Regions from separate parts of the Mus musculus genome. Here region 2 is linked to region 1. The links are chromatin contacts, called in public HiChIP or PLAC-seq maps. All regions are on one chromosome and are shown on one strand. The core of a region is the stretch at or near the end of the contact, and the rest is flanking DNA. Distances in the headings are between cores, read along the strand shown. Region 1 overlaps Gm32968 (a long non-coding RNA gene). Region 2 overlaps Gse1 (genetic suppressor element 1, coiled-coil protein).

Region 1 (5,564 bases), core at 1,055-3,554:
ACTGGAGAACAGTCACTCAGGGAAGGGAAGGCAGCACAGAACCCAGCAGTGGAGGACACACACGACTCAAAAACAGGAAGCCAGACACGGGAGGCCACCCAGTGTGGGACTCTTACCAGTCTGATGTGACCAGCACCCAAACCCAAAGACAGCCGATGGGAAGGGGGTGCTGAGTCACTGCTGTGGGTTTCGTCTGGGGGATGATGGAAAGTCTTCAGATGCGGGTGATAGCTATATGACACTAAGTATACACCATCCTGCTGAGGTGGGGAGAGTCAGTGTTTCCTATATGCAAATTCTGAATTCTGTCTGAGCCACGCCCCCAGGCCCTTAACTGGAGGATTCTAGGAAGGAACTCTACCAGTGAAGCCGACTCCACTCTTTTTTTTTTTTTTTTTTTTTTTTTCTGGGATAGGGTCTTGTTAAATTTCTCAGGCTGGCCTTGAACTTGTGCCTGCCTCAGTCCCTTAGAGTAGCTGCATTGACAAGCCTGCGCTACTCTGCTGGACCAGGGAGCACCAGACACTGGTTCCCCTGGCAGATCTGCTTTTGCCTTCAGCCTTCTTTTCTGTCCAGGTCCTCAAGGGATTGTGATCATGGATGTCTTTTTATTTGGTGAGAAACAGGGTGAGACGATTTCTGCTGGCACGCACTTAGCCTGCCGTGGCTCTCCACCAGAAATCGAATACTATGATCCATTTTGGGGGGGGGGGGCAGTATTTTTAAGTCCACTTTAAAAAAAATCGTATTAATTTTTACAGGAGTAGAAAGATGGGCTGCCTGTTCTACATAACATCTTTTATTCAAAAAATGCTGTCCTAGAAATCAAGACTGTCCCAGCTTATGTGGCAAATGGCTGCCATTGGCCTATCATTCCTACTGGGGAGAGGCAGGAACCTCCAGCAAGTGATCTAGCATCTCTGTTTCTTGGTCGCCCTGTGCATGCAATGGAGGTCACTTCTAGAACTGAATAAGGGCGTGGCACCCAGATACTGTGGGGGGTCCAGTCATCTGAAGCTGATCTTGCCTGGCCATCTTGCCTCCAGCCTCCTATGTGCTGCCGACCACAGAACAGCCCATGCTCCATTGTTCACAGACCTGCAGTGGGGTGGGTGGGGTGGGTGAGGCTAGGTGGGACCACCTGTGGAGGCCTCTGCCTGGGGCTGGAAGAACCGCTTCCAAGATGGCAGAGTGGCTAGCAACATGGTGGGGCCTCTTGCCAACTTGTTCTATGGCTTGTGGGTCTGGTTTACTCTTCCTGCCTCCTCCCTCTAGGCAGTTGGGGTTCCTGGTTTGTGGAGCCCCAGAACCAAAGTCATCACAGTCAAGAGCCAGATACAGAAGTCACAACATTAGCCCCTTCCTCTTCCAGACACTGTGCCGTCTGTGCCATTGCCCTAGAAAGTTCTGGAAGGGTACACGGGACGGGAATTTCTTTTTTTTCTTTTTTTCTTTTTCTTTTCTTTTTTTTTTTTTTTTTTTTTTGTGGTGGTGGGGTTTCAAGACAGGGTTTCTCTGTATAGCCCTGGCTGTCCTGGAACTCACTTTGTAGACCAGACTGGCCTCAAACTCAGAAATCTGCCTGCCTCTGCCTCCCAAGTGCTGGGACTAAAGGCATGCGCCACCACACCCACCCAGATGGGACAGGATTCTGACTAGCTTGGTCTGGCTCACATTTCCTTTGTTCTTTCCCTGTGAGCCCAGGGGTCAAGGTTGGATGGCTAGGTGCAGGTTCTCTGATCCTGGCCATTCTTCCTGTCATTCTACGAATTTACAGAATGTGGGTCACTCACTCACCCTCTGGGTTGACGTTGAGGAAGGATGGCATCCTGAGAAGGTGCCCAGTTGTTTGTTGTCACCTAGCTGGGGTCACTGGCCACACTTGGGTCCAGTGGCTGTGATTAGAGGGATCCCCAGATTTTCGGTCTCCCTTTTATGATGACTGCACAGGGTGACTCTCAGCAAAAAACTGACTCTTAGTTTGTGCTTGACTGCTCTTAGCTGAAGGGTGTCCAGTGGCCAGGGTCTTTGCTTGCCTGAGCAGGAGGCACTAGAATGCTCTTGCCCAGGAAGGGGAAGGCCTGGGGAACCTTGTGGCCTGGGAAGGGAGAGAGAGGCTAGCGGAGGGAAGAGGGAGGGGGAGGATTGCAGGAAGGGAGGCCTCCCCTCCACCCACCTTCCTGAGGTACCCCCACTGCAGGAAGAACCAGCCGAGTCAGATAAAGGCCCAGCAGGGGCCAGAGGAGGCTTTCCCACAAAGGAAGCTGAGAGGAGGCCTTTCTCTCTTGCCTCCGCACTCCAAGGGCCTTTCAAGCTATTCAACGCCTCCAAATGGGTGGGCGGGGCCTCTGCCTCCCAAGCAGCCCCAAGGCACATCCATTTATTTAAAAGGAAAAAAAAAAAAAAACCCACACACATCTTGTTCTAGAATATTCTGCCACAGAGTGCCTTTTTTTTCCTCTCTGGGTCCTGCTGTGTCTGGGAGGAGGGGAGCTTGAGACCTGAAAGCTGCCCTGTGGTAGCTGTCCCTTGTTGGAGTCAACAGCTCCCTCCGGGGACCTCCTGTAGCTGATTGGATGAGTTCTGCCCCAGACTGCCCAGTGCTCCTAGCTGTTGCCACCCCCAGCTTGTGGGGGGGAGGAACGGTTGTTCCAGGCTGTAGAATTAGCTTGTGCCCTCTGGTCTGCAGCCCCTGAGTATTGCATGTTTTAGTGGCCTCTGCCCCCTGCCTGAGTCCCGAGGGACAGCCCTCCCTTAAGTATGGAGATGTTGCCAGCTCTGAGATTGGCCAGCCCCACCCGCTAAGGAGGTTTCATTTCCCCTAACACGGACCTGGCAGTGCCATCAGTCTGGAGCGAGGTATCACGCTTGACCCAGGCCTGGAGTCTGTGGGCTCCAGGGTCCTGGCGGGGCTCAGTAAGAAGCCCTGGGGGCACTGCTAGCCTGGTGAGGCAGGAGTGGCTGGCGGTGCCAGGCTCATTAGCCCGCCTGCAGAGGGGATTAGGGAGCCAGCCCGCCGGGCTGCAGTTATTAAAGGCTCCGTGCTAGGTAAACACCAGGCGCTTCCTTACAGAGCCGCACCTGCTAATTAGAGGGCAAGGAGCTTATTAAAACAGTAACTCTGGGGAATGCCCAGCAAGGAGGAGGGAAGAGTGACGTTTGGGGACAGAGGGCAGGAGGCTGGGGCAGAGGGGGTAGGAGGTGGGAGGGAGACCCTCCCTCTCTGGAGGCTGAAGATATAGAAGCCCCTGCTTTCTCCATCTCTCCCCAGGCTGTTGGCTTTTGGGACCCATGTGTCCTTCCCGGTGACAGTGATTGTGGGTTACATACGATGTCCAAAGGCCATCTGTGTGAGGTCGGGCAGGGCCCCCCCGTATCCATGTCCGGATCCCCAGGGCCGCGAGAAGGACAGTGTGCAGATGGCCCACAAGATTACACTGGGCTGGTGAGGTGGGGGGAGGGGTGGAGACAAAGGGGAGGCGGCAGGCATAGAATGGAACTTCAGATCTGTGATAATGGACTTGTGGGGTGGGAGAGGCAGCCACTGGGGACAATCCTCTCTGGAAGCCAAGACGATAAAGCAGGTGACCCCCCGGGCAGTGGGGAGGCCAGCCCTGCCAAGCCTGAGATTTCAGCCCCTAAGATCCAGTCAGAAAGAGGTCTGGTATGTTTCTGAGCCTCTAGATTTGGGGTCATTTATTACAGCAGCCATGGGCAGCAAGTATCTTGGAAAGCTACCTAGTTGCTTCTGGCAAAAGTCCTGCCCTCCACCTGTGAACCCTGCACCCCACCTCAGAACCCCCCACATCCTCGGGGCTCCTTTTCACATTCAGAGTCCCTCACCCACACTCGGAGCCCTCACCCACACTTGGAGCCTCTCACCCATACTTGGAGCCCCTCACTGACACTCAGAGCCCCTCACCCACACTCAGAGCCCCTCACCCACACTCAGAGCCCCTCACCCACACTCAGAGCCCCTCACACACACTCGGAGCCCTTCACCTACACTCAGAGCCCCTCACCCACACTCAGAGCCCCTCACCCACACTCAGAGCCCCTCACCCACACTCAGAGCCCCTCACACACACTCGGAGCCCTTCACCTACACTCAGAGCCCCTCACACACACTCGGAGCCCCTCACTCACACTCAGAAAGCCCTGTCTTCTCTTTAGGTACCCTGGCGAGTTCTTGCCATTCTTCTGCATTTTCTCTCCACCCTTCCCTCTCCCTTGCTTGGTGTCTGAGAGGTTTCCGGAAGCCAGCTCACAAGTGAGGATTTCACTGCATAGCCCCAGGCGTGCCGAGCTCTGTGGCTCACATTCAGAGCCTGGCCTTGGGGCTAGATGTAATCCTAGCCAGCCAGTTGGGAGTTAGAGAGACTTAAGTTCATCCCTTGCTGTGTGGCCTTAGGCAAGATTCCTAGCCTCTCTGAGCTCACACTCTCATCTGGAAAACATCTCTGGCTCTGGTGAAGGAATTGTGTGGGGGTGTGGGGAGGGGAGGATCTAAGATGCCAAAGAGAGATTGTCAGGGTCTGGGACCTCTGATGAAAGACCAGGTTGACCTGGCCCCAGCCATTTTGTACTTCTTAATTCAAGCTCCTCCCACCCTACACATCATGTCTACACACTAGTCTCTTGTCTCTTTCAGATGTGGCCTTAGAAGCACAGAGAGGGAAGTCACTTGCCCTAAGTCACACAGCAGGGTCCACAGCTAGCTCCAGGTCTCAACCTGTTGCACTGGATTCAGGTTTACTGAGCACACACAGAGCCCCTCCCCTCTTCCATCCTTACCCTCCCTGGTCCAGAGGCCCTCAACATTCCCCATGCCGTGACCCTTTAATGCAGCTCCTCATGTTGTGGTGACCCCCAACCATCAGTTGCTCAGTTGTGGTGCCAAGCAGGGGGTGTGGTGATGCCAAGCAGGGGGTGTGGTGAGAGATTCCCCGTGCCTGGTGACAGGCGGATACTGCTTGGAGCCCTGCTCTTACACTTCATCTTTCCCTCCACAGGGTCGTTGTCTTGGCAACTGTCCACTGTGGGTGACCATGCTGGATGCCGGGAACCCTAATGGATGCCTTAGTGACCCTTTGCCCTGCCCTTCTGTGCACCCTGCCCTCTCCCACTCTGAAGCTTCAGCCTGCCTCCCTGCCTGCTGCCTTTCGAGCCTGATTCTGACACTCCAGTGCCCTGGTCTGGGGATCCCCATACCCAGCAAGTTCTCACAGGTCCCCTGAAGGAGGAGGCTCTGGACACCCCACCCCCCAAGTAGTGTCTGACCTACCACTGCCAACCCTTTTCTCTCCCAGGAAGGGAAGAAACATCACTGCATCCCAGGCGGGGGTGCTGGGGAGTGCTGACCCGTCCATCGGTCAGTGCCGCTCACACCCCAGCAGCCACAGAACCCAGCGCGTCACAGTGGTCCCCTCGGAGGTCACCGAGACACTCATGGGTTTCTTCTCTCCCTCCCTCCAGGCCACTGTAGAGGTCAGATGACTCACCTCATCTCCCTAGCTGCCCCTCTCCACCCACGTGTGGCACCCCCATGACTTGCCTCTTAAGTC
Region 2 (5,564 bases), core at 1,034-3,533, 210 kb after region 1:
ACTTAAACGTGACTTTAGGCCAGAGACACTCAGCCCACTATGTCCTGCGCAGCCAGAAGAAACAGAGCGTGGTTGTCTCTTCTCCCACGCTTGGCACCTGGAACCTGAGGGTGACCCTCAAAAGTGGCCAGCCTGTGTTGGAGCTGTCACTGGCTGGGACCAAGGGGCTTGTATCAAACCGTGGTTTCCATTAGGGCAAGGCTAGAGGAAAACAGCCTGGCCTTGCTGTCCCCAGCCCTCCTTCCGGAATCTACCTGTGACCTCCTCCTATAGCACCTGCTGATAATGCTGGTATGTGGCTGGTGTGTGCCCTGGGGAGAGGTTTGTGTTGTAACACTTCTGTCCCCACTTCCCAAGTAGCCCCCTGGGTCTGCTGAGCCCCCAGCCAAAACAGGAAATGGGAGTGGAGGGCCTGTCTTGGTGGAGCCTGAGAATCCCTGGGGAACTGGGCGGCACATGTGCATTGCTGCCTTCCAGGTGACCACTCAGGGCCTGGCCTCGACCTGCTGGCCCCTGGCCTGCATCCCATGGAGACTCGGAGGCACGTAACCTCAGTCCTGGACAGCTTGAGTGTTTGTTTTTGGGGACTTGGGGAGGAGGCCAGCGGCCGGTGCTCAAAGGGCTCTTTGTGACCGATGAAGCCCAAAGGTGCCATGGGCCACTCGGGGCTCACTGGGGTGTACAGACACTGCTGCTGGGTGATGTTGCCTGCCTCTGTCATCCTGTCGTCCTCGGCCCTCCGTATCAGGCATGGTGACAGTGGTGCGCGGTGGGCTCCCCAGGAGCTGACTCAGTGGACATTACAGAGATGACAGACTCTGAGCCTAGATGAGGTGTGGCTCTTGCCAGCCTTGGTCACCCTCTGGGTAAAACACCCGAACCGGACTGGGTAATGGCAGAGTCTCTATGTCCGGGAGGCAGGTTGGGCCAGACTGAGCAGTCAGGCTGAGGCGAGGACACCCTGAGGTCCCTAGTCCCTGTCCCCGTCCCCAGTGTTAGTAAGCAGCTGACAAAGGAGCCCAGGGAAGGGAAGGATCTTGCCTGTCTCACCTGCCTGTCACTGTGGTTGGTGTGTGGGGTCTGCTGATGTGAAGGGTGCCATGCCTGTGTGTAACGTTATGGTTATAGAAGCCCTGTGCACACCTCTGGCTCCAAGCCAGTCCCACCTCCTGCTGCTGTCAGGATCACCATTGGGGATGGTGCCGGGCTCTGGACTGTCAACCCTCGGCGGTGCTGACCACTGGCTTCCCGACCTCAGGGACCCTTTCCTCCGGTGGGTTTTGCCGAGCTGGTGTGGGGTGGCTGTGTAGCCTCCTTCGTCTGCCCACGCCAGGCTTCTCACGAAGCGAAGCACAGCGCAGCAGCCACTTAGAATAATCGCGTCAAATGTCGCTGCCATCTGTTGCCAGGCTCCATCCCTGCTGCCGCCTGGGAACCTCTGAGACTCCTGCTCTGTTGCTTTGTACCTAGTCAGGTGACTTCCTAGGAGGCCTGTCTAACATCTACAGCCACAGAGCCTCATGGCTCTTTCCTCCTTTCCTCCCCTGCTCCCTCCCTCCCTCCGTCCTCCGCCATGCCTAAGTGAGTGCTTTACTGTTGAGCTCATCCTCAGCCGCCTTTTTACTATTTTTTTTATTTTATTTATTACTATATGTGAAGTACACTGTGGCTGTCTTCAGACACACCAGAAGAGGGCGGCAGATCTCATTACAGATGGTTGTGAGCCACCATGTGGTTGCTGGGATTTGAACTCTGGACCTCTGGAAGAGCAGTCAGCGCTCTTAACCGCTGAGCCATCTCTCCAGCCCCATGACTACTTGTTTTTAAGATGAGTTTTCACCAAGTCTAGGTCGGCATTAAACCCGTGGTACCCCTGCCTCTGCACCCTGAGTTCGGGCGCCATCCCTCACTGTTACCCCTTTCTTTGCACCTTTTCGATCCACCACGTGTGGGTCTCCTGTCAGTACTCCCATTTTTTTTTTTCAGAACACTGAGACAGCAGGGCCTTTGACAGCCTAGGGGTGGACAGTGAAAGGCTTGGAGTTACCAAAAGGTCCCCATTCTCTGCCCTCCCATGGCTGCAGGGAACCCCAGAGGCTGCTTATACATCCATGGCATTCATGCTGTGGGCAGCCCCTCCTGTCCTTGTCCACAGTGCAGAGGTGGGTAACCTCTCCCATCTCCCTCCCTCATTCTGCCTGGCTGCCTCATTCCTCCCCTGACCCACAGATCAGAGCCCCTGTCATACCCAGGCCACCCCCACTCGCCTGCTGCTTTCTCCGCTTTCACGGTCTTGGGTCAGGAGTCACCATCTGCTCTGCTCTGCTCTGCTCTCCCGCTCTGTCGCCTCGTGCAGGGGTTCCTGGGGGAACTGACCTTGGGAGCAGCGGCAGAGGGGCAGGATTTAGCGGCCTGCGGGGTACACTCACCGTTGAACATCAGCAGGCCTCCCTGCCCCCGCCCCGGAGAAGCTGCCTCACATGGGTGCGCTCAGAACAAGCCGGCGGCGGCGGCGGCACACATAATAATGAATTTATTATGAAGCCGTCCAGGCTCTGGGGATCACGTGGGCACCCCACACTACTGCAGCCGCCAGGTCCCTGCAGCAGGGTGACCCCAGCCTTGTTAGAGCTGCAAAAGCATCACCCTCTGGGGCGCGGGGATCACGGGGGTGGGGGTGGGGGCGTGGAGCCCGGGCCGACCCAGTCTCTGTCTGTTCACAAACATTTCAGTGTGCGGTAATGAAAAATGACGAAGGGGCAGATAGAGCATCCAGGTCCACACTGCCTGAGAGCCTTGCTCTGCTGGGCACAGCTTCCCTGGGTGTAATTACCCCAGGGTGAGGGGCTGCTGGCGGAGGAGGGAGGGACGGATTGGTGCTTGAACCGGGCCTTCAGAAAATTCATCTCAGCTATTAGCTGGTAATTACAGAGCAGAAGGAGCAAGCCTGAGGTCTGGTGCCGGGAGGAGCTGGGATGAAAGGGACGGTAATTACGGCCTCAACGGGAGGGAGGCTGGGCTGATTAATAACTCCTGATGTACTGCAGGAGGGAAGTGGCACTGAGACCCCCTCCACCCCATCCCCCACCCCGTGAACCCCTTCTGGGTCAACTGTGCAGGACCAGAGCGAGGTGAGTTGAGGAGTATCATCTGCCTGGTGCTCTGGGGTCTCCTTCCTTGGCACTGATGATATTCCTGGGCATGTTAGGACCCTAAGTGGGGGAATCGGGCAGGATGCACCAAGGCAGCCAGGCTGTCCCCAGCTATTTTGTGGAGATAGTAGCTTCTGACAGAAACCCGAGCTCTGGACTCTGGGTCTAGAGAGGGGAGAGCTGCGGCCGGCCAGCTTGAGAGTGAACGTTTGGTCGAGGCAGCAGGAAGGAGCCTGTGTAGAGTGCCCAAGAGTCCACTTAGATTTAGGCTGACTTTCTCACCGAGCTGCTCGCCTGGAGAACATGGACTGCATGGACTGCAGGCAGCCCCGGGCCTCATCCATCACAGGCCCTTGCTCCACAGAGCTTATTCCCAACTGTTTAGGATAATGAATTCGCAGGAGCCAGTCCTATAGATGACGACGGCTGGGAACAGAGAAGTTAATAAATACCCCCTAATGAGGACAGGGAGAGCAGGCATCCCGTGCCCACCTCTCTCCTTTCCGCTGCCCCCCCCCTGCCTGCCACACCTGAGCCTCTACGGACACCGGTACCTGCCTACTGAGGTGGTTTCTTCTCGGGATGCCAGGCACAGAATAGACACTATACCTAGTGGCCCTAGGCCCTGTGAGTGAAGAGGACTCTTCAGCTCCCCCCAAAATTTGGCAGTGTGTCCTCCTCTTTGGTACCCGGGGCCAGTTCCCCACCCCTCCCCCCACCAGCCCCATGTGCGCATGTGTGAGGAACAGTGCTAATTTTAGACTCCCCCTAATGAAGCCGCTCATTTGGAATTCTATTTTAAGGGAGCTGACATCAGAGCAGCTTCCCAGGCTGGGAACATACTGATATCTCCAGAACCTAGGCTTGGGGTCCCCCACCCCCAAGGGTAGGGGGCCAAGGGCAGCCATGCCCTGGGCATGAGACTGCTGGAGGCCCTAGGGGTGGATCGGTCCCCTGCTCTCTGACAGTTGGAGTCCTGTTTGGGCTACCCACAGGAGCATGGTGATAGCATGTGGTACAGGGAGGTCCTACCCATCACAAATCCTGTTATCTGCCATCCTGCCAAGTCTGGTGGGTCCAGCATATCCGCTTACACCCATTGGCATCTTGAAGTGCCCCCTCCCCAGTGGCACGGTCCTCTCCTCAGATTTGGGGGATGGGCCTACAGCTGTACCGCGAGCTGCTGCGGCTCCCAGCATCTCCATCTGCCATGCTGCCCACCTGGTGCAGGTGGTTGGGTGAGACACTGAACCTTCAACCCTCCCGCTGGATCTGAGGCAGCTTGCTTCACACAGGACATAGCTCTTCCCCCAGAGTGGTCCCGGCCCTGCTCCCAACCCACCCTTGTGCTGAGCCTACCCACTCATATCTGTGGAATGAGTCCAAGGACACCATCCCTTGTGATGGCTCCTGAGATGGCTTTGCACTGTCAGCGGCAGAGGCTGGGGGTCAAATATGTTGGCAGAGTGTTTCTTGGCTTCTGATGGGTTGAGGTGAACCACTCATTCCAGATTCTGTGCAATATGCAATATATTAAACTGCCCCAAGCTTGGTGTAGGGAGTAGAATAGCGTCTCCTAGTGCCTGGAGTCTCTGTGGGTCCACGACAGAAAAGGCTTAGCTGGTCTGGTCCAGCTCAGATTGCTGCTCCAGGGACTGGAAGGCAAGAAGGGGTTCCCACCCCCACCTCCCCAAGCTGAAAACAATGTATTTGTTGGAAGTGAGTTGTCAGAACCATTTACACACAGGCCTTTCTCTGTGTCTTGCAGGAATGAGTGACAAGACTTGGGGGACATGTTTTAAATCACCGGAGTCGTGTAGTTCTGAGTGATGAGGCGTAGCAGGGTTCAGGCTGAGTGCGGGGATGTGAGAACATTACCACTCAGCTGTGATAGCAGGCCAGCCTCGGCACACCTGGCCTCAGTTTCACCATCTGCACTCCTTGAGATCCAAGGATGACTGAGATGCTGGCCACAAAGAAGGGGGTGGTGTAGACAGTGCCTTAGTGGCTTGGCTATGTTCCGAACCTTCCTGATCCTGCGACCCTTTACTACAGTTCCTCATGCTGTGGTGACTTCCAGTCCTAAAGAGTCAAAGATATCGGGGCCCACAGGTTGAGAACCCCAGTAGCTTAGAGAGCCACCCTGATTGGATCTTAGGAGCTGTCCCCAGGATGTCATGGCTACCTGATCCCCATTACAAAGAGGGCCTGGTATGGACACAGGTCAGCCTCCAGGCTCAGCAGCCTGCTGCCCCCGGGACATGACCCATGCACCACAGGACCTGGCCACCACTGGAAGCCAGCCAGCCTGCTTGCTCTGGGCATCTTTGTAGCCCTTGCTGGTGTGCCCGGCCTCAGTGACCTCTTTCTTGCGCGCTTACTTTGGGGGCACCCACGTGGAGGAAGCGGGGG

Evidence for each region. HiChIP or PLAC-seq counts read pairs in DNA pulled down with a chosen protein or histone mark.
Region 2: a contact with region 1 is called in an H3K4me3 HiChIP or PLAC-seq map of embryonic basal ganglia, with 4 times the contacts expected there. The contact joins two enhancer-like sites. A contact is called at or near these places in 12 of 484 Hi-C or Micro-C datasets (the G1E-ER4 cell line, the N1E-115 cell line, bone marrow-derived macrophages and 5 more), 21 of 115 datasets of contacts at active chromatin or transcription factors (DN3 thymocytes, the HPC-7 cell line, SST interneurons and 16 more) and 3 of 9 other capture datasets (adipose tissue, liver and pancreatic islet).

What each region holds. Positions count from the first base shown.
Region 1 is chr8:120,332,782-120,338,345 of GRCm38.p6, forward strand. It overlaps Gm32968 (a long non-coding RNA gene), which reads left to right. Exons shown (of 3, transcript XR_388103.3): 2 at 3,272-3,445; 3 at 5,013-5,564. It also overlaps a transcript of Gse1 not described here. Among named protein-coding and RNA genes, the nearest start is that of Gm32968, 7.9 kb to the left of the region's middle. Within about 2 kb of position 2,305, at least 170 of the 459 cell types and tissues checked have an H3K27ac peak or open chromatin away from gene starts, as enhancers often do. A contact at or near this core is called in the N1E-115 cell line, embryonic basal ganglia, embryonic forebrain and 3 more, where this site is marked.
Region 2 is chr8:120,547,233-120,552,796 of GRCm38.p6, forward strand. The region is part of intron 1 of Gse1 (genetic suppressor element 1, coiled-coil protein); the gene reads left to right. Among named protein-coding and RNA genes, the nearest start is that of Mir7687, 11 kb to the left of the region's middle. Within about 2 kb of position 2,284, at least 81 of the 459 cell types and tissues checked have an H3K27ac peak or open chromatin away from gene starts, as enhancers often do. A contact at or near this core is called in the N1E-115 cell line, embryonic basal ganglia, embryonic forebrain and 3 more, where this site is marked.